Regions from separate parts of the Mus musculus genome. Here region 2 is linked to region 1. The links are chromatin contacts, called in public HiChIP or PLAC-seq maps. All regions are on one chromosome and are shown on one strand. The core of a region is the stretch at or near the end of the contact, and the rest is flanking DNA. Distances in the headings are between cores, read along the strand shown.

Region 1 (7,136 bases), core at 3,046-5,545:
AAGGTGGAGGCAGGAGGATCATTGAGGCCATACTTGGCTACAAATTGAGATAAAGGTCAGCCTGGACTGCATGAGGCTCTGTTAAAAACAAAAAATAGGGCCAGCAGGTAAAGATGCTTGCTGCCAAGTCGGAAGACCCGTATTTACCCCCAAGGCACACATAGTAGAAGGAAAGAAAGAATTCCTGCAAATTGTCCTCTGAACTCCACTGGGGTCCTTCACCAGTAGACCCAACTCACTGGCTGGATCCAGTAGGTCAGGTTACACTACAGCCCGCATAGCTTGTCCCTGTGGCCCGAGTCACGTGTTTTATTAGTGTTGAGGACAGATCCATGTGCACACACTTACACACATTACGGTACAGGCAGGCTGCAGTGCTTTGTTGACTCTGGCTCCCCCGTGTGTCGAGGACCGCAGCTTCAGTGGGCCTAGCGGGTTCTGCCTTACTGCATAAGAGTTCTTGAAAACAAAACACAAACAAAACAAAACAAAAACAAACAAACAAACAAATAAACAAAAACCCAGACCCCCAATTGCTCCCAGCCCCTCTGGTTTGGGTCGTGCACAGAAGTTCATGCTTTTATGTGGTGCTGAAGATGGAAACCAAGGTTTTGTGAATGTTAGACAAAAATTCTACAACTGAGATACTTCTTCAGTTGCTTTAATATTTTTGAAAGGTAGAATACAGGGTTTATTTAAACAGTCTAATTGAAGGCTGCAGAAACTTCGCCAGTTGAGGGAGTGGAACCACCTTTGGGTTAGGAGGTTGGGTACTTACTCCTCACTGGCACTGACCTCATGCCGTTGTGGATACATCCGGGAAAAGTGTGACTAAAGAAGGCTTGAGACTGGAGGTGGACTCGGTAGTCTGAAGTATGGAGGATTCCTGGTACTGAACCATCGACTCTAGCCCTTGGGAGTTGAGACAGGGGTGTGGGTGTGTGGGGGTGTGGATTGGAGATCTGGAGTTGGAGTCAACCTGGGCTCCCTAGAGAGATATTATCTCAAAAAATAAAAAATAAAAAAGTCAGGCATAGTGACACACACCTTTAATCAGCACTCAAGAGGCAGAGACAGGTGGTTCTCTGAGTTTGAGACCAGCCTGGTCTACATTGTGAGTTCCAGGCTTATGTAGAAAGACACTGTCTCAAAAATAAATAAATAAATAAATAAATAAATAAATAAATAAATAAAATGTAAAAATAAAACAAAGGGCCGGACTTAGCTCAGTTGGTAGAGTGTGTGCCCAGCATGCAGGAAGGTGGCCTTGATCCCCAGCGCCACACAGACTGGATATTGTGGTCAACACTGTACTCTCAGCACTTAGCGGGTGGAGGCAGAAAGATTAGGAGTTCAAGTTTATCCTCAGGTTACATAGGGATTTTGAGGCCAATGTGAGCTATAGGAGACCCTGTCTGATACAAAAACAAAAAACAGAAACACCCTCACCCCTGCCCCTTCCCCCAAAACAACAACAAACAAAACCCAACAACAAACAGACAGAGGAAGTACCTTCTGATGAAATACCACGTCTGTGAAAGCTCCCCAAACACCCAGCAAGTCTTGGGATTGGGCCACCAAGGAGACAGGAACACAGCAAGTGACACTGTGGAGAAGGATTGGCAGCATCTAGATGGTGGCATGTGGGAACGTCTATAGGACAGTCAACAGAGAGGATGAGGTGGGGGCGGGGGTGGGATTCATAGTTTAAAGGAAAAGCAAGGGCTGTGGATATAGCTCAGTGGCCGAGCATTTGACCACCATGTGTGAGAGACCCTTAGTTCAATCCCAAGTATTCGGGGCTGGTAGGAAAAAAAGTCAAAAGACATTGTGATAAACCAGGCAAAGAGAGGCAAATACATGTATCTACTTTTATGTATTTATTTATTTATTTATTTATTTATTTTTAAAGCATATTCTTTATTCTTTTTTTTTTTTTTTTTTTTTGCTTTTTTGTTTTGTTTTGTTTTGTTTTTTTGAGACAGGGTTTCTCTGTGTAGCCCTGGGTGTCCTGGAACTCACTTTGTAGACCAGGCTGGCCTCGGACTCAGAAATCTGCCTGCCTCTGCTTCCCGAGTGCTGGAATTAAAGGCGTGTGCCACCATGCCTGGCTTACTTTTATGTTTAAGATACAAAGATGATTTTAAAGCAGAGACAAAAATAGTGGTTCCTACAGTCTAGAGAGACCATGGAGAGGGAGGTATGAGAAAATATGGTTTCGGGGCTGGAGAGATGGCACAGCGGTTAAGAGCACTGACTGCTCTTCTGAAGATCCTGAGTTTAATTCCCAGCAACCACATGGTGACTCACCACCATCTGTAATGAGATCTGATGCCCTCTTCTGGTGTGTCTGAAGACAGTGACAATGAACTCACATAAATAAAATAAATTTTAAAAAAAAAGGGGAGAGAGAGAAGATGGTTAATGGGCCAGAGTGGCAGTTTGATAGGAGAATTTATTTATTTATTTATCCATTTATTGATAGATTTATTACAGGTAGGGTCTTACTATGTAGCCAGGCCTGGGCTATGGTGCCCAGTCTAGACTCTGCATCCTAAGTGCTAAAACTGTGTGTGTGCACACACAGGCAAAAATACTATATGCAGGAAAATGCTCAGGTACATAAAAAAATTTTTTTTAATTAAAAAGCCTTCAAATCTGAAATGTGGAAAAATGTTAATCTGCAGCACTATTCTTCTATCTTCTCTGTAGCTTTGATCATGTCTAAATAGCATGCCGGGGCAAAAATCATCCCTCTACATAAAAAGACTTTTATCTGTTCCAGAGGGAGGCTCCACAGCCAAGCAAGCACTTGGGTCTTTTGAAGCCAAGCACTGAGAAGTCTTTTGGAGCTGAAATAAATCTTCTGGTCATTTGCCACCGGTCAGAGCATCCCCTCCAGCAAGGGCAGGGTGGGACTAAAATCCAGAGACATCTGGGCAGTGTCCAAACATCACACAAGCTCAGGGAACTGCAAACATCTGCACTGGGCTCCCATCGTGGGGCAGTCTGCCGTCCTGTCCCGCTCTCTCCTCCTTTTATGCTTCTGTTCATCTAACGAAGAACAAAACAGCACACAGAGAAGCAGAGAAGATGGGCAGCAAAAGGACTCAACAGATGTAATACTGCCACGCTCAAGAGCCTGTGTGAATTTTTGAGCTTCTTCGGGAGGCAACGGGTGGCTCCGGGGTATCCCAGCATCTTGCAGTATGGTCAGAGTCTTGACTGATACTTGACTCTGGAGGGAAGCTGACGTGGAAGATCACGTGAGCCGGTGTGTTGGAGACCAGCGTGGACAAAAAGCTAGATTTGGTCTCAGAAGACAAAACACACCAACAGTAAACAAAGGAGAAAAAAAAAACACCCAAATTTTTGTTTCTTTTTAATATTAAATTACAGGGAAATGGGCCCAAAGCCTAGTGTGATTTGACTGTCATGGAATTATAAAATTGTGACCACGCTCTAACAATTAAAGGCTATGTCAACGTGGAGAAGTGGAGAATGTTGGAGGCACAGTTAACACTGGGAATTTGACGCTTCAGCTAGTCTCCAAAAAGAATGACAGGGATCTAGTCTGCTGAGGGGAAAGGGTTGGAAGAGCATTCCACACGGAAAGGAATAGCAGTTTCTTAGAGCAGCAGGCAGCGCAGAGGGTGGCTCATTTTACTGGAGGAATTTTTACAATGTTAATTTCATTGATTTGTTTGCCTTTGATTTATTTTACTTCCTTCGGGTTGAAAAGTCTTTTCCCTCCTTTCTGCCAGTCTGGATTCCAGAATGCCAGCCTTAGGCTGCTGCCACCAGCGGAGTGTACTCGCTGGGACAACTGCACCGTCTGCTCTGGCATCTGGCATATGGCATCCTCCAGCTTTCTCCGTGTTTCTGTTTGTTTGTTTGCGTTTGGTTTTAGCCAATCTAAGTAACGTAATTTATATCTCGTTATTGTTGTAACCCGATTTTTCTGATCCTGAATACATCTTTTGTCCTATGTCCGTAGGCTTGGTGGGGTAGTAGGGGTCTGAAGTGTCCAGTGTGGGAGGGCTTGTTGAGGCATCAAGGTTGGGAGGTCCCAGGGGGATTGCGCGCAGGGACCTAGGCAGCTTGAAGGCGTGTGTGTGTGTGTGTGTGTGTGTGTGTGTGTGTGTGTGTGTGTGTGTAAGCTGTGGGTGCCCGGGTCGGATTCGCGGATGGGCTGATAATGAGCAGGGGCTACAGAGAGATGCAAAGCCTCCACCACCCACTCCCCGCTCTGCGCGCTCCCAGCTCTGCGCTCTCCCCGCCCTGGCAACTAAACGCCTAGCACCAGCCGGGAGCTGCAGGATGGAGGAGGAGCTGGCTTGGGAGACCCACGGCTGTGAGTCCCAATGCCGCTGGCGGGGGCGGGGCGGAGGATGGGGGGGGGTGCGCAGAAAGAACGGATGCCTGGTGGGAGGACCCCAGGTCACAGAGGGTGACCCAGAGAGAGGCTGGCCCTTGGCCTGGACACCTCTGTCTCAGTCTTCTCTGTGGCTTCCGAAAAAAAAAAAAAAAAAAAAACAGAAGAATGCCGCACAGGTGTAGGGCACAGTGGCTGAACATCTGGGACTCAGGGTGTCCTGAACAAGGCAAGCTCGAGTGACAACGATCCTTGATAATAACTTGCTTTGTGTGGCAGTCCTTAAAGCAGGTCAGGCCAGTCTTCTGTCTTTGCTACTATATGGGTTGGGCCTACTGACATCTCCATTTTTCAGATGAGAGGGCTGAGAGACAGGGTGAGGTCACATGACTGTAGAAATGCTGAAATCAGGAATAGGAGCACACACAATTTGGCCGGTAGAATGTTTGTTTAATATGCACAAGGCCGTGGGTTCAATCCCAAGCACCATGTAAAACCAGGCGTGTGGCACACATCTGTAATCCTAGCACTGGGGAAGTAGAGGCAGGAGGATCAGGAATTCAACATCACCTTCCATCCTTGGCTACACAGGGAGTCCAAGGCCACCTGGGCTACATGAGACCCTGTCAGCCACCACCACCACCACCACCACCACCACCACCAAAACAAACACTTAAAGATCTCAGTTCACCCAGAATAAAATGGGGTGTAGACACCATATCAAAGAAGGAACCAGGGCCTAGGAAAGAGGTGCTGTGGTCAGCCCTATCCCTGTGTGAGATAAGGAACTTCAGAGCCTCTTTCAGAATGTACTTAGAACCAGGACATCTCAATGTGTGGGAAGCATGCATGTAGCTGGGAGACCTTTGGTGCCCTGCCTGGGAGAGGAAAGAGGACTGAGCCATCAGCTCCTTTGAGAAGTCTTAGTCCTGCTGCCCAGTCTGAGCCCTGCCCACTGAACCCGGGAGAGCTTTCTCAAATCCCCATAGTCCTGCCCACTGGACTTCAAAATGCTGAAGCCAGCTGTTACCATCCTCCCAGATGAATGAGGAATGGGGACTGGGCTCCCTTAAGCCTAAGTGTGGCTTTAAAATTTTGTATTATTATTATTATTATTATTATTATTATTAACAGATTCTCACAGTATATTCCTGGGGTTGTCTTTGAATTCACTATGTAGACCAGGCTGTAGATTTGCCTACCTCTCCCTCCAAGTGTTGGGACTAAAGATATGTGCCTTGCTTTGTTATTTGTTTGTGTGTGCTTATGTGTACCGGAAGAAACCAGAAAAAAGGCATCAGATCTCCTAGACCATAGTTATAGGCAGTCACCAGATGTGGGTGCTCATAACCAAACTCAAGTTCTCTGTAAGGAGCAGCACTTAAGCACTAAACCATCTCTCTGTAGGCCCCCTCAGCCCCACCTTTTAAAGAGACAGGGTCTCATGTAGCCCACATTGAATTTCAGCTTGCTGTCCTTGAACTCCTGACCCTCCTTCATCTCCTAAGTGTGCACCGGTTATTTCAGAGAGGTCACAGAGTTCTGCTGGGGTCAAAGGATCCTTAAGGATTCTCCCAGCCAAAGGGAGAGCAGTGAACTTGAGGGTGTGTGACTCTGAGCAGAAGACCCAGCGCCCATAAAAGCTCAGGTGTCAGAGAGCCTGGTGTGCGTTGCTGAGGCTGGAGATGTGTGGGGCGAGCGAGCAGCATGGGACAGGCAAGGTTTCATTCTAACTCTGTCACTTCAGTGCATGCTTTCCCCGCCAAGTCGCTGGCTCTCTGTCCCTGGATGCACAAAGGACCAGGCTCATGTGTGGAGGGCAGGGGACAACTTTCAGGAGTTGATGCTCTCCTTCTACCTTGTTTTAGAGATAGCATCTCTCTTGCTGTTTCTGCTAAGTTGTGGAGCATACTCCAGACTGGCTGACCTACAAGCATCTGGCAGTTCTTCTGCCTCCTATCTAATGCCAGAACTACAGATACACTCCACTGCAATTGGCTCTTCACACAGGCCCTGGGAATCGAACTCACGTTGTCAGGCTTGTATGCCAACACCTTCACTTTTATTGAACCATCTTGAGCTTTCTTTTACTTACTTACTTACTTACTTACTTAATTAATTAATTAATTTGTGTGTGTGTGTGTGTGTGTGTGTGTGTGTGTGTGTGTATGTGTGTGTGTGTGTGTGTGCAGGTACTCATGATGTGCCTGTGGAGGTCAAGCACACTTTTGGGAGTCAGCTCTTTCCTTCCACTATGTGGGTCTTGGGGATTGAGTTTGGGCTGTCAGCCTTGGTAGCAAATGTCTTTACCAACTGAGCCATCTCACATCTCCCCCCGCTTTTTTTTTTTTTTATAGATTTTTTTTTTTTGTGTGTATGCCCATGTCTGTGTGTGACTATGTGCGAGGGTGCCTGCAGAGGTCAGAAGAAAGTGTTGATCTCCTGAAGTTAGAGTGATGGGCAGATACAAGCCTTCCAAGATGGCTGCCAGGATCTAAACTCAGATTCTCTGAAGGAGCCATAAATGCTCATAACAGTGGACTTGTCCTTTACAGTACATTTTTGTCTATTTCTTTTGTGTATATATATGTAGGTATGTTTGTACCAGAGTGCTCATGTAGATGTCAGAGGGCAATTTGCAGAAGAACATTTTCTCCTTTCTACCACGTAGGTCTGGGGTATCAAACTTGGGGCTCCAGGTTTGGCAGCAAGCATTTTTACTCTCTGGTCCATCTTGACAACCACTTTGTTCTTTTTAAAT
Region 2 (7,136 bases), core at 2,157-4,656, 87 kb before region 1:
ACCAGGAGCTGAACTCAAATCCTCTGAAAGAATAGAAAGTGCTCTTAAGCTGGGCAGTGGTGGTGCATGCCTTTAATGCACTTGGGAGGCAGAGGCAGGAGGATTTCTGAGTTCAAGGTCAGCCTGGTCTTCAGAATGAGTTCCAGTACAGCCAGAGCTATACAGAGAAACCCTGTCTTGAAAAACCAAAAGAGAGAGTGAGTAAGAGAGGGAGAGAAGAAAGAAGGAAGGGAGGGAGGGAGACAGAGACAGACAGACAGACACACACACACACACACACACACACACACACACAGATCTTAAATGCTGCTGGTTCATCTCTGGATCCCAGGCAAAGACCTGTTACTGCCCCCTGGCAGGGGAGGAAATTGAGCCCAGAAGAGCAGGCTAGATGCCGGATGCCGAGGTGAACTGTTCTGGGTAAGGCTTTGAGAAACCTAGAAGGATCTAAAGCACAGGGCCATGTGTGGGGCAGCTTGTTAAAAGGAAGAGAGTGGTAGCTAGAAATATCAGAAATCTCTGTGGGCTCTGAAGGCAGCCTGGGCTCTGTGAGACTATGGCTGGACTGTTGGGCTAAAGACAGAAGGACTGCACAGGATCTATGTAGCTCAGTTGGACGAGTGCTTGCCTAGCATGCAGGAAGCACTAAGTTCAGTCTCCACTGCCTTATAAACTGGGGTGTCTGGATGCAAGCCTGTAATCAATAGCACACTGGGGAAGTAGAGGCTGAAAAATCACAAGTTCAAGGTTGCCCTTCACTACATACAGAGTTTGAGGCCAGCCTATGCTATATGAGATCTTGTCAAAAATAAAACACCTTTGAAGTGGAAACTTCTTTTTTTTTTAAAGATTTATTTATTTATTATATGTAAGTACATTGTAGCTGTCTTCAGACACTCCAGAAGAGGGAGTCAGATCTCATTACGGATGGTTGTGAGCCACCATGTGGTTGCTGGGATTTGAACTCTGGACCTTTGGAAGAGCAGTCGGGTGCTCTAACCCACTGAGCCATCTCATCAGCCCTGAAGTGGAAACTTAAGGGTTCTTTGGAAAGTCAGTTGTGTTAGATGGTGTTTTGCTGGGGCAAACATGTGAAGGAACTTTCCACTGAAGTGAATACAGATGAAAGGCTGAGGCAGACTCATGAAGGAATGTTTAGCTGAAGCAGACACAAGTGAACGGATGTTTTGCTAAAGCAAGCAGATGAAAGGACGTGTGATAAAGGATTCTTCACTAAGGACATGCATGCATTGGTTTGCCTTAATGCCTTGTTGAGTTTCATTTGTCGAGACTCCATAGAGAGAAACACAACAAAAAACTTCTGGTGGTGTGCTGCGGCTTCTTGCCACTTCCTCAGACTCAGGCTGATTGGCAGAATGATGTCAGCTGAGATAGACTCACAAGGAGTTTTGCTAAGTCAGACTCACGTGCTGAGGCAAGACCCATAGAGGACATGTGATGCTTGGAGGGAGTATAACTAGGACTCAGTGGACTGTGAGAGGGACTTGCTTGACTTGCTTGCATAGCTAAAGGCTTCTTGGTCTCATGTCTTCACTTCTTCGAGAGAGGCACAGCCAAGAAGAGAATTTTTCCTGGTGTTCCTATTGGCCCTGGTCACTCCGATTTGGCTGAAGCTGGGCTCTTCCTGCTAGGTCGTGCCACCTTAAGAGCTCGCCCTGGTGACGTGGGTGCAGGAGTGCTGGCAGGCTGACCAAATCAGCCACCATCCAGGCCCAGATCCAGAGCTGTGAGTTGACCCACCCAAACATCTACCCCCTCTATGAGCTGCTGGAACACGTGAAGGGGCTGGTCTTGCAGATCCAAAGCTGAGGGAGCGCCATGACACAGGGTAACAACAGGATGTCCAAGAGGAGTGCCAGTGAGGATCCAGTAGCAGAAGCCAGATGCCTCGAACCATTACAATCAACATTTAGAAGATGTTTGGACCAAAGGGCACACTGTGACACACCACAGCTTCCACTATGAGATTTTGAATTTTTTTTTATTTTTATTTTTTTAATTTTCTTTTCAGGAGGGGCTTGCAAGGGCAGAAGGTAGATATGTGGGGACAGGACAAGAAGATGAATAGGATTGGTGTGCCTGATGTGAAATTCACAAAGAGTAAAGTTAAATAAATAAACCTTTATAATCCATCAGTGTGACAGAGGCCCAAAGAGAGAAATAGGTTTGACCAAGGATGTAAAGTGTTTCATAGTAGAGTCAGACTAGAAAGACCTCACCAAAGCACTGGGCAGTGGCGGTGGCGCATGCCTTTAATCCCAGCACTCGGGAGGCAGAGGCAGGCGGATTTCTGAGTTCGAGGCCAGCCTGGTCTACAGAGTGAGTTCCAGGACAACCAGGACTACACAGAGAAACCCTGTCTCGGAACAAATGGGAAAAAAAAAATCCCAGCACTCAGGAGTCAGAGGCAGGTGGATATTTGAATTTGAGGCTAGCCTGGTCTACAGAGGGCATCCTAGAACAGCCAGGGATACACAGAAAAACCCTGTCTCAGAAAAAAAGGAAAAGAAAGAGGAAGGAAGGAAGGACTATCACCCCTCCTCTACATAGGCATTGAGACTTGCTGAATCTCCTTCAGTGGACCCAGGGGATTGAGCCCATTGGGGCTCACACACTGGTGAAGTGCCTAGTCCCTAGAAGGCAACATGAGCTGTAAAAGATCCCTGATGTCACCTTTTGAACACTGGAAAGGGTATCTCAGTCATTCAGGGAAACTAGGGGGTTGGGAATGCAGAGATAGGGGAAGGGGTGCTGCCTGGGGAAAAAAATACCAAGAGCAAAAGGGGAAAGAAGGAATCCAGGAAGCCCAGGGCAGAGATACAGGCAAGAGGAATGGTGATCTGGGGAGGGGGGGTGGGGACACAAGGAGATAGAAAGACAAACACGGAATGTCAGTGGGCTTTAAATGGTGCCTGGCCTGGGATCCGGACTACTGTCATGTACCCCAAGCAAAAGAAACCTGTCAGGGCAGGGAAGAAACATTAATCCCTGTGTTCACTAGCTGTGTTGTCCTTGGCAGGCCTCTTGGACTCTCTGAGCCTTGAGTTACAGAATCAAATAGCAGTTGTCTTTCATAAACTGGGCTGTCAGTGGGATCAGTTAGTGGTCAGTCCTCCTGCAGACTCCCCCACTTTCCCTGCTGGCCACTCTAGTTGTGTCCCTTCACCCAGGGCTAGCTATGTATACATCTGTCCTGCATCCAGAATCCTACCTCTTCCCACCTGGACCCCAGCTAGGGCCACACTGTAGCATTCTGGGAGGGCCTCCCTCCAGGATTTGAGCCAATCCTGAGAACCAAATGAAATGCTGGAAGTGATGGACTCAGATCTTCCCAAGACACCCTATGGAAGAGAGAGATTCACATCTGCACCTCCCCAATCCTGCTCTGCCCCACCCCATCCTCTGAGAGGTTAGTGCTCCACCCCCTTTTCCTAAGCTCTGGCCTTGCCTGCCTGCTTCACAAGGAGCCGAATGTTATTTAAAAGATCAGGAGATTTGCCTTAAATAGGCATGGAGTGTTGTGCCAGGGCCGAGGATGAGGGGTGGGAGGAGGCAGCTCTGGTGGAGGAGAGAGCAGGGCTTCTCCAGGGCCAGAACAGCCTTTTTATACCGAGCACAACCCCACAGTTCCAGCCGATGGCATGATCTTTAAACCCCAGGGGTGGAAAAAGTATAGAGGGCAAAGCAGACAGTGCTATGACTCCCTGACACTGGTTCCTAGAGCTTTGGTCCTGACCTTGGGCTGCCTGCCCCTGTCTGTTCTCCCTGCCCCGGCTTGTAAGTAACTGGATGCTTGCCTCACTCTGAATCTCCCCAGGTGAGCTGGTTCTCTGCTTCCTGAACCCAACACCAGTGAGGAAAAAAGTGAAGGGCCACCTGGGGATGTGGCAGACATCTGCAGGGATGCTGAAAGGCAAAGGGAGGGAGCTGAGGCCAAGGGGCTGAGGAGCGAAAGGTGGGCTGGTCTGTACAGCAGCACATGCGCAGCTAGCCCCTGTTTGAGGAGGGAAGCGTAGGTATATAAGGTAGGAAGTAGCGTCTTTAGGTAATAAGAACCAATCTGGGGGGTTTCCCTCTTGCTAGCCCCAGTTTGACACCCCCCACCCCCACCCGGTGCCTTTCGGGAATTTAATTTGTTTAACTGAGATAAGTTCAAGGCTGGCCTTGAACTTCCAGAGACTTATCTGACTCTACTTCCAAAATGCTGAAGTTAAAGGCGGTGCACTCTAAGGCTGTGTCTCCAGGCCCAGTCTTTCTGATTCTGTTGACTGGCTGATCAACAGATGATCAAAACAGGGTTCAGAGGACTTAAGCTGAACCTCTGAAGTCACAGTTGAAAAAAAAAAAAAAGGGAGAGCCAGTGCTTAAAACACAGGAATCAGCCTTTGTGAACCCTGTAACTGGGGCTTATGTTAGACCCGGTTACCAACCGCAGCCTTGACCAGGTACCTAGCTGTTCATACACCAGGGCGCTTTCTCCATAAAGTAGAAACAGTAGTCCCACCCTCCCCCCAGAAAAAGAACAAGGGGTGGGGGTTAAAGAACCCTAAACATGAGCTCCTGTGCACACACCCAGTGGAGGCTTCTGAATAACAGCAAAACCCCTTCTAGCTCAACACCGACTCCGCCCCCAGCTCCTGAGGTGAGGGTGTGCCCCACTCAGGCTGGAGACTTCGGGACAAAAGGATTTGCAGGCTCCAGGGAAAACTTGATTCTTTGGTGCCCTCTAGTGGTCTACGTGCTTGGAGTAGCCAGTAGGGATGGGTAAGATATACCAGGGTCTTACAAGGCATAGCGTCCTAAATAGCTGACCACCCCACCCAGGCAGGAGATGGGATTATACTCGCATAGTCCATGAAATGTTCAGAGTGTCTTCTTTATTGATTGATTGATTGGTTGGTGTTGTTATTTTATGTTATTTTATTTTTGAGATACGTTTCTCTGTAACTGCCCTGGCTGTCCCTGAAACTTGCTTTGTACAGAGGCTGGTCTAGAACTCACAGAGATCCACCTGGCTCTGCCTCCTGAGTGTTGAGATTAAAGGTGTGTGTCACCAGCATCTGGTCATTTTTTGTTGTTTGGGTTTTTTGGTTTTTGTCTTTTTGGTTTTATTTTTTGAGACTGGGTTTCTCCGTATAGCCCTATCTACCCTAGAACTTAACTCTGTAGACCAGGTTAACCCCAAACTCAGAGATCCATCTGCCTCTGCCTCTGCCTCCCAAGTGCTAGGATTAAAGCCATGCCTGGCTAGAGTGTCCACTTTTTTCTTTAAAGTGGCCACATTTTTTTTTGTTTTTTGTTTTTTTTTAAAGATTTATTTATTTTATGTATATTAGTATACTGTCACTGTCTTCGGACACACCAAAAGATGGCATTGGATCCCCATCACAGATGGTTTTGGGCCACCATATGGTTGTTAAGAATTGAACTCAGGGGGCTGGTGAGATGGCTCAGTGGTTAAGAGCGCCAACTGCTCTTCTGAAGGTCCCAAGTTCAAATCCCAGCAACCACATGGTGGTTCACAACCATCCGTAACAAAATCTGATGCCCTCTTCTGGGGTATCTGAGGATAGCTACAGTGTACTTACATATAAATAAATAAATAAATAAATCTTAAAAAAAAAAAAAAGAATTGAACTCAGGACCTCTGGAAGAGCAGTCAGTGCTCTTAACCACTGAGCCCTCTCTCCAGCCCGAGTGTCCACTTTTTAAAATGGTTGTGCTGAGAGCTGTGGAAATACAAAAGTACCTCAGCCAGGTCTCTTGGGACCAGGAGATCAGCCTCATCCTGAGGCGATTTATTAAACTATTAGCCACCTCAGATGGAGATCCCAGGGGTCACTGAGGCAAGGGAACAAGCAGCCAAAACTAGGGCTCCCTCTCTGCCAGAGGCACTTTTGAGAAGTGTCAGGCACTGTGGCAAGCCTATCTCCTGCCTGCTTCCTGACTGACTCACCTGGTGAGTTTTCATGCCATCCTCTTAAGGACAGGCCTGCTTGAAAGCAGACCGTCACCCGGCTAGGCACGTAACTTAGCTAGCGTTCCAGAGACCCAGTGTTCCATTCCAGACGGCATAAGCTCAGCATAGTGATGTACCCTGTAATCCCACCACTCCAAAGGAGAATGCAGGAGGATCGGAAGTTCAAGGGATGGGGTGGGTTGGGGTGGAGAGATGGCTCAGTGGTTAGGAGCACTGACTGCTCTTCCAGAGGTCTGGAGTTCAATTCCCAGCAACCACATGGTGGCTCACGAGCATCTGCGATGGGATCCGATGCCCTCTTCTGGTGTGTGAAGACAGCACATTGTACTCACATATGTAAAATAAACAAATCTTTTTAAAAAATGATTTACTCTCATCCACCTGACTTTGTGCAGCCCTCCTATTGGAAAGTGGGACTGGGAAATCCATTAGTAGGATGGAGACAGGTAGGAGAGTGCCCCCTAGAGGCAACAGCATTCTTTAACAATGTAGGCCCCGACTGCATCCTCTCTTTCCTTCATCCCCTGCTGTTGCCTGCCCCACTCCATAGTCTACAGTAGCTTTGTGCTTTGGAGAGGCCAGTGTTCCACCACTATCCTGAGAGACCTATCCTGAGAGACTTTCCGATGCAGGAAACAGTCCTGTGGTTGAGGACAGCCCAGTGCGTGTGCTCAGACTCAGGAATAGACCATTCTGCTTAGAAAGCCTAAGTGGGGAAAAGTGCTTGAGCCAAGGCTGGAGGGGCTAGTTTGGACTGTTCAGTCTAGAAACAAGTCCAGGCCAGAGAGGGCGTCCAGAACACAGGCTCCCCCTGCCGGGCCCCCTTCAGCTCTGCTTCTAGTCCTGGCTCAAATGTCCCCTTCTCAGAGCCCCTCTCCGTGACCATCTGTGATAACAACTCTTGGTTTTCAACTTGACTCCATCAGGAATTAACTAGAACCCAAGTGTCTGGGTACACCTATGACAGATTTTTTTTTCCTTCTTAAATTTGATTATTTGAAGTGGGAGACTCACTTTTAACCTGGATCTTTTAAGGTAGTTAAGATCCACCTTTAATGTGGGCCGTACCTCCTTCTGGCAGCCTTTATAAAGGATGCGGAAGAAGGAAACGTCTTTGCGTTCTTTCTGACAAGCC

Evidence for each region. HiChIP or PLAC-seq counts read pairs in DNA pulled down with a chosen protein or histone mark.
Region 2: an H3K27ac HiChIP or PLAC-seq map of embryonic stem cells shows a contact between it and region 1, with 7 read pairs. The contact joins the enhancer-like site here to the promoter of Ankdd1a in region 1. A contact is called at or near these places in 7 of 39 promoter capture datasets (HPC-7-derived erythroid cells, fetal liver, hematopoietic stem and progenitor cells and 4 more), 3 of 15 datasets of contacts at CTCF or cohesin (CD8 T cells, the G1E-ER4 cell line and embryonic stem cells), 12 of 484 Hi-C or Micro-C datasets (CD8 T cells, bone marrow-derived macrophages, centroblasts and 7 more), 12 of 115 datasets of contacts at active chromatin or transcription factors (the HPC-7 cell line, double positive thymocytes, embryonic hindbrain and 6 more) and 3 of 9 other capture datasets (adipose tissue, liver and pancreatic islet).

Annotation. Positions count from the first base shown.
Region 1 is chr9:65,517,378-65,524,513 of GRCm38.p6, reverse strand. Ankdd1a (ankyrin repeat and death domain containing 1A) reads left to right here and starts at 4,295. Exons shown (of 15, transcript NM_001370871.1): 1 at 4,295-4,354. The coding sequence starts at 4,321.
Region 2 is chr9:65,603,246-65,610,381 of GRCm38.p6, reverse strand. No RefSeq gene overlaps it. Among named protein-coding and RNA genes, the nearest start is that of Pif1, 20 kb to the right of the region's middle. Within about 2 kb of position 3,406, at least 45 of the 459 cell types and tissues checked have an H3K27ac peak or open chromatin away from gene starts, as enhancers often do. A contact at or near this core is called in embryonic stem cells, where this site is marked.